3 separate regions of the Mus musculus genome follow, and all the other regions are linked to region 3. Evidence: chromatin contacts called from public HiChIP or PLAC-seq data. All regions are on one chromosome and are shown on one strand. The core of a region is the stretch at or near the end of the contact, and the rest is flanking DNA. Distances in the headings are between cores, read along the strand shown. Region 1 holds the start of Iqank1 (IQ motif and ankyrin repeat containing 1). Region 2 holds the start of Rbfox2 (RNA binding protein, fox-1 homolog (C. elegans) 2). Region 3 holds the start of Gpt (glutamic pyruvic transaminase, soluble).

Region 1 (3,315 bases), core at 335-2,834, 690 kb after region 3:
TGCCCTGGAGGTCAGAGGGGGCACTCACCAGCAGTAGCTCGAAGCTTGGACCCAGGGAGGAGCGCCTGCCCCTTCCCTGATGCAGCTTTGGGCCCCCCCTTCTTAGTGCTCATTCTCCTGGGGGTGGGAAGGAAAAGTCCAGGGATGGTACATTCAGGAGGGCAGCGAACAAGGCAGTGGGAATACTGCCCCGGCCCTGGATGAACATGCAGCAGGAGCATAGACCTCCAGCATGTCCCCCAGCCAGCTTCTTGGTCCACCTGCCCGCCCCTGGTGGTCTAAGGATGTGCCCAGTAGCTCGAGGAAGGATACCTAGCAAGAGGATGTGTCCCTTTATGCTGGTACCCCCGTCCTCTACAATTCTGGATCTGCCTGTCCTTCTGTGTTCTAACACCATCCTCTAAATCGCTGGGCTAGAAGCTCAACAGCCTGAGCTCTGCGGACTTGCTTTCAACTACTGCCAACGTGGGTCTGCTGAACACAGCCCCTCCCCACCCGCAAACCCTCTTCCTTCTTGGCCTTGGGAATCTCTGCTGTCTGGTTCTGGAAGCAATGCCCTTCTCCCTAGTATACAAGGCAGGCCCCCCATTCACTCCTCTTGGAAGAACTTTCCGCTCCTGTTTTAGTAGGGTCTTCCAGTGCCCTAGAACCCCTCACAGGGCCAATGAATAGGAAAGCGGGTAGTGCAATCGCTGACTCCATACACTTATGTACCCACTAGGCTGGGGCCGCAGGGCTCCAGAGTGCATTTGGGGATGGAGTTAATGAAATGTTATCCTAAAAGTAGGACCAGAAAGTGACTGAAAGTAAGCTGTCTTACGGACAATGTTCAGGCAGGTGGCAGACACTGAGAATCTAGGACAGGAGAAGTGGTAGGTAGGAAGCTGGCTTGGACATGTGACTGAGTTCAGGGCACGGCATGCGTAGAGGAGTGGGTTGGAGGGAGGGCTGGGTAGATTAGGGCTCTAGGAGGAACTAAGTCCTTAGGTGTACGGGTGATGTGTTGGGGTCGATACAACCATGAGGTTCCCTGTCTGTAGAGGATCCAGTACTTGCAGCATCTTGGGTGCAGCCTCTTTTAATGTGCATGTATTAAGACGGGACCTTTGTGTCTTCAGTTGGTTTGCACAGGAAAGGATCAGTGGGTGCCAGGACCGACACTGTTGGAGCAGTTTAGAGAGTGATCCTCATGTGAGATGGGGACTTGGGGGGTACGATTGGTTTGCGGGATTCTGTGTGGCAGAGGGGCTTCTGCTGGCGGATCACTCCAGATTCCCTTGTGCCTGAGGGGTCCCATGGGTACGGGTGAGTGCGCAGGAACCTTTATGGTTGGGCAAATGAGTGGGGAGGTCCGTGGAGTTCCTATGCTGTCGGTCTCATGCGCGAAGATGAGCCTGCGGGGAGTGGACTGGGGAAACTAGAGGTGTGTCTGCGAACGGTAGGGCGGTCACTTGAGTGAGATGGGTACCCAAACACCCCCCCCCCCCCCCCCCGTCTGAGACCTCACCTGCCTCACCTGCCTCTCGCAACACAGAGGCCAGAAGCTCCGCCCCTCGCGTCGAGCTGGCCAGTTTCCTAGCGACTAAGCCGGAACTTCCGAGTTACCCCAACTTCCGGGGCGAGGGTCAGGGGTCGGCAGTAGGGGCTTTGAGCGATCGGTTTTCAAATAGGTTCAAGGGGCTTCAGTGTCCGGAAAGACGAGGCTCTAGAAATCCGGAGCGGCGCTGGCCAGGGTCCGGAGCGCAGCTCTGGGGCTCCACCAGAGCGCTCAGGGGTCGGGGTTGGGGTGTGGGCTGGGGGCGCCAGTGAAGCCACACTGGGAACCCGGGATCGCGGCCGGGGTCCGGGGCGCGGAGGGCGCAGGAATGCGGGCGCGTCGGGGTGGGGCCGCCCCGCCCAGGTGCTGCCCGGACAGGCAGGAGGCAGAGCGCGGGCGGGGCGGGGGCGGGCGCGTGAATCAGGCCGAACGGGCGGGCGGGCCGCGGCGGGGAGTGGCTGTCGGACGGACGGGACCGCGAGGCCGCTGGGCGGCGGTGGGCTCCTGCTGCCCCTGTGCCGAAACCCCGCTCACCTGGCCAGGTAGGGCTCCCGCCCCGGAGCGGGCCGGGCACAGCACGGCGGGGCGAGGCACACGGGACGGGAGGCTCGGGCCTCCGCGCGGTGCCACCTGGGTCTGGTCTCTGGACCTGGGCCGGGCGGTGCAGTGAGCGCGTGCTTTGGGACTGGGTGGGAGACAGGGAGACTGCGCTCCGGGGCACTGGGTGAGGGATTTTCCAGGGTCACGCTGGCAAGTAGGAGACTGAACAGTGCGATTCGCTCTGGCGGCCTAGGTATTGTCAGGACATGACCTGTACCTTTCCCGGAGCCTCTCCCCGAGCCGCCATGAACCGGGGTGTCTAGGGCTGGGTCCTTGTGTGGAAGGCAGGGAAAACTGGACTCTCCTAACTCCTGATCTCATATCCCTGGACTGGATCGGCAGATAAGATACCTGGCCTGGGTAGCCGCTAACTTCCTGGGGTACAGTAACACCTTTGGGCCTTGCAGTGCCTAACCTGAAAGCTGTATAATTCATCGACTTCCGGTCTTCCTAGGTTCTTCTTGTCCCCCACAACCCCAATCCTTCTTGATCACAATCATCCTGTCATCCTCTTTGTGTAGTAGCCTAAGGTCCTCAACCATGGATCCCCCTTCCAGACCCAGGAACACTACTACCTCCTGCCAGACAGGAGAGGAAAGGGTCATTTTCTTGCCCTACTTGTGGTGAAGGGCCTGGGGCTAGCTTCAGGTAGGAGGTCAGGAACAAAAAATTCCTGCTGAGTCACTGGTTTGGGTGGGATAGGCTCCTTCCTTAAGCAGGGCCCCACTTGGATAGGCAGATGTCAGTGAGCAGGCTGTTGGATTCATCGCTGATAGGAGTGGTCACCGCCCCGTCTATCGTCAAGGGGCGATGTGTACCAGTGAATGATTGTAAGGGCATTTAAGGTCGTGTGTGACTTCTGTGAGGTCAGGTACCACAGTGGCCGCTCAGGACTAAGGCCACTTCCCAACCCATGTGTCTCTGAGGGTTCTCACCACTGGCTAGACAGTATCAGTTCTCAGTCTTATACAAGGAAGTGTCCCCTCAGCGTGAGCATGCTAGGATCCCCAGGTAGTGTGGGAATGCTGCCTAGGAGAGCTGGCTCCAGTCTGAGACCTGTCCAAGCAGACAGGCCCGCATCAGACCCCAGGTGCTCTGCTTCCATCTCCCCAGAACAGTGTGCCACGCCTCACATTGCAGACAGGAAGGAAAAGCAACAGCCTTAGGTCAGGGCAATG
Region 2 (3,109 bases), core at 92-2,591, 610 kb before region 3:
AAGCAGAGATCTTCATCCCTCTGTCCATTTTTAGGTGCTTAACTCAAGTTCAAAGGTCAAGTCACAGACTGGTTGCAAGTAACCTTAGACATCACCTGACCTGGGGTTTCTCAATCTCTGAACTATTGGCATTCTGGTTTGGACAAGTCTCTCTTGCAGGGATTGTTCTCTGCACTGTAGAGTTCTGAATAACATTCAAAGCTTCTATTCAGTAAATGCCAGTATAGTCTCCATTTGTGAAGAACAAAATTTACCATATGACAAATACGGAAGTGGGAGATGCTGAAAGGGTCTGAAACTTTTTCTTGGCTGGGAACCACTGATCCAAAGGATTATTTCAGATACTGCAGTTGGGATCCAAAGAGAAAAACTCACTTGTTTAAAGTAGCAAGCAAGGGTAAGGCTAGAAGCTAGGTTATTGCACAATATCCCTTTCCATGTCACAGTATGGAACCCTGAGAGGCAGAAGCAGTTTCTATTTACAATCAGGTGGAGAAAACCTACCGGACAGACCTAACTGCACAAAGCTGATAAGCTAGGAAGGGCTATTCAGGCAGCAAGGAGTAAAACCAAGAGATTGCCATCTTGACTGGCCACATATTTCTGCTTCAGGACTTGAACAAATTCAGGTCCATCCATTGGATTAAAACCATGTTTTCTACTGTCAGGCTCAAAATGGTTCCGTAAATGCCCTATGTAAACGTAAAGCTCTTAAAAAAACACCAGGCGTTATTTATTACTATTATTAGAGACAGTTTTTCTGTGTAGGGCTATCCTGGAACTCACTATGCAGATAGACCAGGTTGGCTTCGAACTCAGAGATACTCCTGTCTTTGCTTCCTACTTCCTAGGACTAAAGGTGTGCACCACCGCCATGCCTGGCAACATCAGAAATATTGACATCATTAGAGATGCAATTATTCGCTTCATAGCACCATTTCTCAGAAAAGTTTATATGGGAGCCATCACTCCTGGACTTCCCAGGTCTTGGGCTGGAGAGGAAGGAGGCAAAGGGACCTTCCTCTCGCAGAGCGCCCCTCTGCTTCCCTAAATCCCAGGAAGCCAGATGAGAGAGATCAGGTCATCACTTCTCACTAGTGCAACTAGTCCAAGTTGCTCCCCCGAACTCCTGCCCTTCAAGCTCCGCCCCCCGGCCACCGCCTTAAAAGAGGCGGCCCCTTCTCTCTCCATGCTTCCCAGAGCATCCCCGAGCTTCCCGAGCTTTTCCGAGTCCTTCCCGGCCTCCCGCGGGCGGCCCGCGCGGAGGCGACGGAGATTGCCGAGGGGCGTAGCCACGCCCCCTCACTACAGCCTCCTCTCGCGCGGGCGGCCCGAGTCCCACACATCCAGGTTCCTCCCTCCTTCTCTCCTTTCTCTCTCCCCGCCTTCCCGGCGCTGCCACAGTGGCGGGACGGAGGATCCCGACCAGTCAGCTCGCTGCGGCCTCGCGCTCCTCCTCCTCCCAAATAAACAGCCCTCCCCAAGCTGGGAGCCCAGGCCGTCCCCTTCCCCGCACGGCTGGCGAGTGGTGAGGGAGCGCGGGACTGAAGGACCAAGGGACCGAGGGATCGGCGCACGCGCGTGCGAGTGAGAGAGCGAGCGAGCGGCCGGCGCGAAGCCGGAGCAGAAGCCGGAGCCGGGGCCGAAGCCGAAGCCGGAGCCATAACCTGAGTCGGAGCGGTAGTGAAGCCGAAGCCGAAGCCGGGCTCCGGACCGACGCGCACGCACACACGCACGCGGGGGGCGGGGCCGGCGCGCGCCCGCCTGTCGCGACTGTCGGCACCGAGGCCCAGGGGGAGGTGGCCTGTCGCGGGTCGCCCGGCTCCCGGTGGCGAAGGGGGCGCGGGCGGATGGCGGAAGGCGGCCAGGCGCAGCAGCAGCCGCCTCAGCTCGGGCCCGGCGCTGCCGCCCGGGGCATGAAGCGGGAGTCGGAGGTGGAGTTGCCGGTGCCCGGAGCGGGGGCAGACGGACCCGAGCCCGGCCTGAGCAAGCGGCCACGCACAGAGGAGGCGGCCGACGGCGGGATGCAGGTGACCGCGCGGGACGGGCGCCCGGTTACGGAGGGCCGCGGCGGGCTCGGGCCTCCGGGCGCCGGGTGGGCCTGGCTGGAGAGTGGGCTTGGGGCCGGGTGCAGGGGCTGGAGGGGCCCCGGAGGCAGCGCGAGGGAGTGGGATTTTTTTTTTTTTCCTTTTGGAGTTGGGATTGAACAGGATCGGGATGCAGTCCATTTCTTAAGCCTGTGCTCAGTTTGTTGAGAAGTTGAGGGTTCTTGGGTCGATTTGTCCAGAGGAGAGCTGTTGGGCCGAGCTGAGAGCGAGGGAAGCTGGTGGTGGGAAAGCTCCGGAGAAGAAGGGCGCCTTTTGGTTTACACTGGGATGAGGAAAGGGGGAACGGCATGTGGAGAACAGACTGAAAAGCCAGCCAACTCCTGGAGAGAGAGCGAGCCCGAAAGGGGATGTGGCTTAGCTTGTGGGTTCAATCAGTTACTCGAGCAGTCTTGAGAAGTCCGCGGAGTTTGGTAGTGTGATGCTCTGTCTCAGTTTTGTGCAGCATGTTATTAAGTCTGGAGAGAGACACCAGGCAGATCCCGCCTGTGCTTTACCCATTGCATCCTACGTTCGTAGGATGCGGAGTAAACTCCTTAGTATCCTGAGGTAGAAAAGAAAATTTATAGGGCTGTTAGGAGACTGGTTTCTGAGTTGTGGCCTCCAGTGTTAGCTTGATTGTTGAGGGTGGGAAATGACAAAGATATTGATACAGGCGGTTAGTACTTAGTTTGAAGAAGGTAATGCATCCTTAAGGGCTTTAGGATTTGCTCTCTGTTTAGAAAATATTGGCTACGAAATGGAGAGGCTCACAGCAGCAACGGGATGCTTTCTAATTCTTTTAGAATCGTAGAATGTTAGAGATGGAAGGGACCAGAAACGCCATCATCTTTTCCACCAGGAGTTCTCAGTCTAATGTACTCGGAAGAGTTATGCAGAATGGCTTAATGTGCATTGAGTCAATACTTTGTATCTTTTTTTTTGGGGGGGGGGAGGGTGTGTTCAAGTTTCAGCGTATTTTAACTGCCTCATTTTTATTGATAGGGAGTTAGAAGTCCAGAGAA
Region 3 (3,065 bases), core at 297-2,796:
AGTCAGCCGCCCGCGGGCAACAGAGAACCAAGCCCAAGAGTGCTCAGCCCAGGCGCTTGGGGTTGGAGAGCAAGGGCAGGTTCTGGAGGAAGAGGCGGGGCTGGAAGGAGGAGCCCAGTGAGGCGGAGCTAGCGGGGGGGGGGGGGTAAAAAGAGTGAAACTGCAGGGGGCGGAGCTGATAGGTTTACCCGTGGGGTTGCCGGGGTTGATGACGCATAGTACTCGAGGGCAGCAGCGGTCACGTGCCTGGCACAGAGCGCGCCGCAGCTCAGCGATGTCAAGAGCCCAGGCGCGCTCTTCGTCCAGGTAGTAGTCCACTTGCACGGCGTCCAGCTCAGCCAGCGCAGCTGAGTACAGTGGGTACTGAGGAATGGGAATGAGTACACCGGTTCGCGCACGGCCCTCGCCGGCTACCAGCAGCTTGAGCATGGTCTGTAGGCCGGATAGGGAGCCCAGCGTTAGTGCAACCAGAGTTGTACACCCCACCCCGCCCCCACCACCGCCCTGTGCTGACGCTGCTGCACCAGACTCAGCCCCATCTAGCCTCACACATAGGGCTACTCCGATTTGACCTGCCCTGCCCTGGGCTACCCTACCACGATGGCATCGCTGGCCCCTGTGGACAGAAATATGTTGTTCGGGTCTGCAGGGATGCCTCCGTCTCTCCTCTCAATATATTGCGCCACATCCTCCCGAATCGGCTGGATTCCAGAGCTAATGCTATAGGCACCTGAAAGGGGACAAGCTAAATGAGGTGGGCCAAGTCCTGTAATCTTCCCAAGGGACTCGTCCCTCTCTGCCTCTCCTTAAGGCTTGGGCTCCACCTAGAGCTCGCACTCACCCAGGCTGTGGCCCCCGCATGCCTGCAAGATGCGTTCTGCCCTTCTCTTGGCATCCTCTGGGAAGTCCGGACTGCTCAGAAGATTGGGGTAGACACAGAGGGCCAGGACCTGGAAGAACCAAGTACTGAGTCCAGAGCAGCTGGGGAAGGAGGAGTAACCACAGGTAGTACAGCAGCCTAACCTGGCGGAAGAAGGTGATGGGTCTCTGCCCCATGGCTTGTGCATCCCCAATATTGGCACGGATAACCTCAGTAAAAGGCTTCTTCACACCCTGGGAAAGAAAGGAAGCGGGCAGGGAGATTGAACACCACCACCCTACTCTACTGCCTTTGTCCCACATTCCACTGTGCTGGGGACGAGCTCAGCAGCCCAAGTTTAGCAGAAGGGCAGTAAGTGGCCCAAGGCAATACCTGGCGCAGCTCCTGCTCCAGCTCCAAGGCACGTTGCACGATGGGGCCTCGGACTGCATACTCCACCCTCCGCACACATGGGTTCATGGTATCCAGAGTTAGCACCTTCCCCTTCAGTCCATTCCTTGAAGCCTGGATCCGGTCATTCCTTTGTGAGGCCATGGCTGCTCAAAGCAGGCAAGAATGCTGGCTCAAGAAGAAGGGTCCAGTTGGGGAGCAGGGCTGGGAATGGGGAGTCTGCGTGAGGTAAGGCACCACCCTCTCCACGGCAGCCTTCTGGCCCTACTGAAAGGGGCAGAAAAGGCTGAAGGAACTGGAGCACCCTGGGCCCCGCCCCATCAGGCTGGGCACAGATCTGCCCCAGGGTGCCAGAGGGAGTTGGTAAGGCAGCAGGCGGGGCTTGGGGCGAGGCCCAGTGCCGCCTAGTGTCCCCACGAGGGAGCAAGAGACCCACTTGGGGAGTAGGGACAGACGGATGGTTCAATACTTGACACACTGGAAACTGGGAGAAGAGAGCACTGAGCATCTCAGCCTATTAAGAACAGAACCAGGGACTACTGGAGATTTACCCTAGCAAGGCCCAGCTGAAGCCTAGGCCTCAGACCTGATACACACTCCATCTTTACTTTAAGCAAGTGGACTTGTCTCCTAGGTAACTAAGCCAGGCCTTGGGAATCTGGGGAGCACTGGGGGAAGGGAGAAAGATGTGTAGTCTCTGGGTTCCATGGGGACTGACAGAGTGCTATGCTTGGACCTTGGTCTCTGATGAGCCACTGCAAGGGTTTAGGGGGAGGGGAAGAGACTGGAGACGGGACAGCTAGTTCTGGACACACCTCACCCTGGACTGCCCTCATGCCCTTTCAATACACATCAGCTTGAGGGTGCCCTTAGGTCGACAACCCAGGCCAAGGGTAACTAAGTCCCCTTCCCTGCTGCTCCTGATTGGTAGAGAGAACAGGAAGTGAGCTCTGATAGGCCCACAGTACCCCACTCCCACTGGCCTTCTAGAAAGCTTATAGACTTGCTCAACACCTGGTCATCTAAGCCCTTGGACCCATCATGGCTCAGGCTAAGGGCTGGGGAGAATGACTTCTAAGCTGGGCAGCAGGCAGCTAGGAAGGCATGAGGTGAGCCTTAATCCCTCTGTCCCTGGAGGCCCTGGAGTGGGGACACACTCACCTCTGATCTCTTGGCTCTGATGCCACAGTAGCCTCCCAGCTCAGTGGCCTTTCTCTGGCCCTCAGGACACACCACAGATTAATATAGGCTTGGCCCTGGCAGAACCTGCCACTGCCTGCCTCTTACTAGCAGGGCCCAAGTAGGAGTGGTAGCAGGTGGACTTCAGGCAGCGGCGGCACAGCCCTACTCTAAATTTAACCAGCAGTCATCACCAACCCTCCCCCAAGCCCTTCCAAGGACACTAACCCTCCAACCACAGGTGCTAGAGGAAGGACAGGCCCTGAGGATGGACACCAGGCTGACCAGGTCAGTGCCCATGTGACCTCGTAGAGATGGCCATGCAAATACAAATGCAACGGTCATGATCTAGAATTGCCTTCTTCCCTCTAGCTTGAGGCCCCTAAAGGGCCCCTCTCATTCTGATACACTGTCCCTAGCCAGCACAGCCCAAGTGGCCAACTGCTTGTCACCTATACCAGCACAGGCGGAAGCTGGCAGACATGCCCCAGGATCAGGGCTTCATGCCAGAAACTGAGACCATGACCCTGGGAAGCACCTAACTAATGCCAGTCTTCTGCCTGTTTCACGCTGCTGGCTCTGGCCCAGTCCTGTGGAAAACACTGTCTCCCTTCCA

The links. HiChIP or PLAC-seq counts read pairs in DNA pulled down with a chosen protein or histone mark.
Region 1: a contact with region 3 is called in an HNF4G HiChIP or PLAC-seq map of pancreatic cancer cells. The contact joins the promoter of Iqank1 here to the promoter of Gpt in region 3. A contact is called at or near these places in 1 of 39 promoter capture datasets (embryonic stem cells), 2 of 115 datasets of contacts at active chromatin or transcription factors (bone marrow-derived macrophages and pancreatic cancer cells) and 1 of 9 other capture datasets (pancreatic islet).
Region 2: a FOXA1 HiChIP or PLAC-seq map of pancreatic cancer cells shows a contact between it and region 3. The contact joins the promoter of Rbfox2 here to the promoter of Gpt in region 3. A contact is called at or near these places in 1 of 39 promoter capture datasets (neural stem cells) and 1 of 115 datasets of contacts at active chromatin or transcription factors (pancreatic cancer cells).

What each region holds. Positions count from the first base shown.
Region 1 is chr15:76,008,138-76,011,452 of GRCm38.p6, reverse strand. Iqank1 (IQ motif and ankyrin repeat containing 1) reads right to left here and starts at 1,584. Exons shown (of 14, transcript NM_001370920.1): 1 at 1,508-1,584; 2 at 29-117. The coding sequence starts at 113. It overlaps Fam83h (family with sequence similarity 83, member H), which reads left to right and starts at 1,955. Exons shown (of 5, transcript NM_001168253.1): 1 at 1,955-2,079.
Region 2 is chr15:77,305,285-77,308,393 of GRCm38.p6, reverse strand. It overlaps Rbfox2 (RNA binding protein, fox-1 homolog (C. elegans) 2), which reads left to right and starts at 1,341. Exons shown (of 14, transcript NM_053104.6): 1 at 1,341-2,030. The coding sequence starts at 1,851.
Region 3 is chr15:76,695,207-76,698,271 of GRCm38.p6, reverse strand. Gpt (glutamic pyruvic transaminase, soluble) reads right to left here and starts at 1,546. Exons shown (of 11, transcript NM_182805.3): 1 at 1,253-1,546; 2 at 1,024-1,113; 3 at 842-950; 4 at 597-730; 5 at 189-432. The coding sequence starts at 1,414.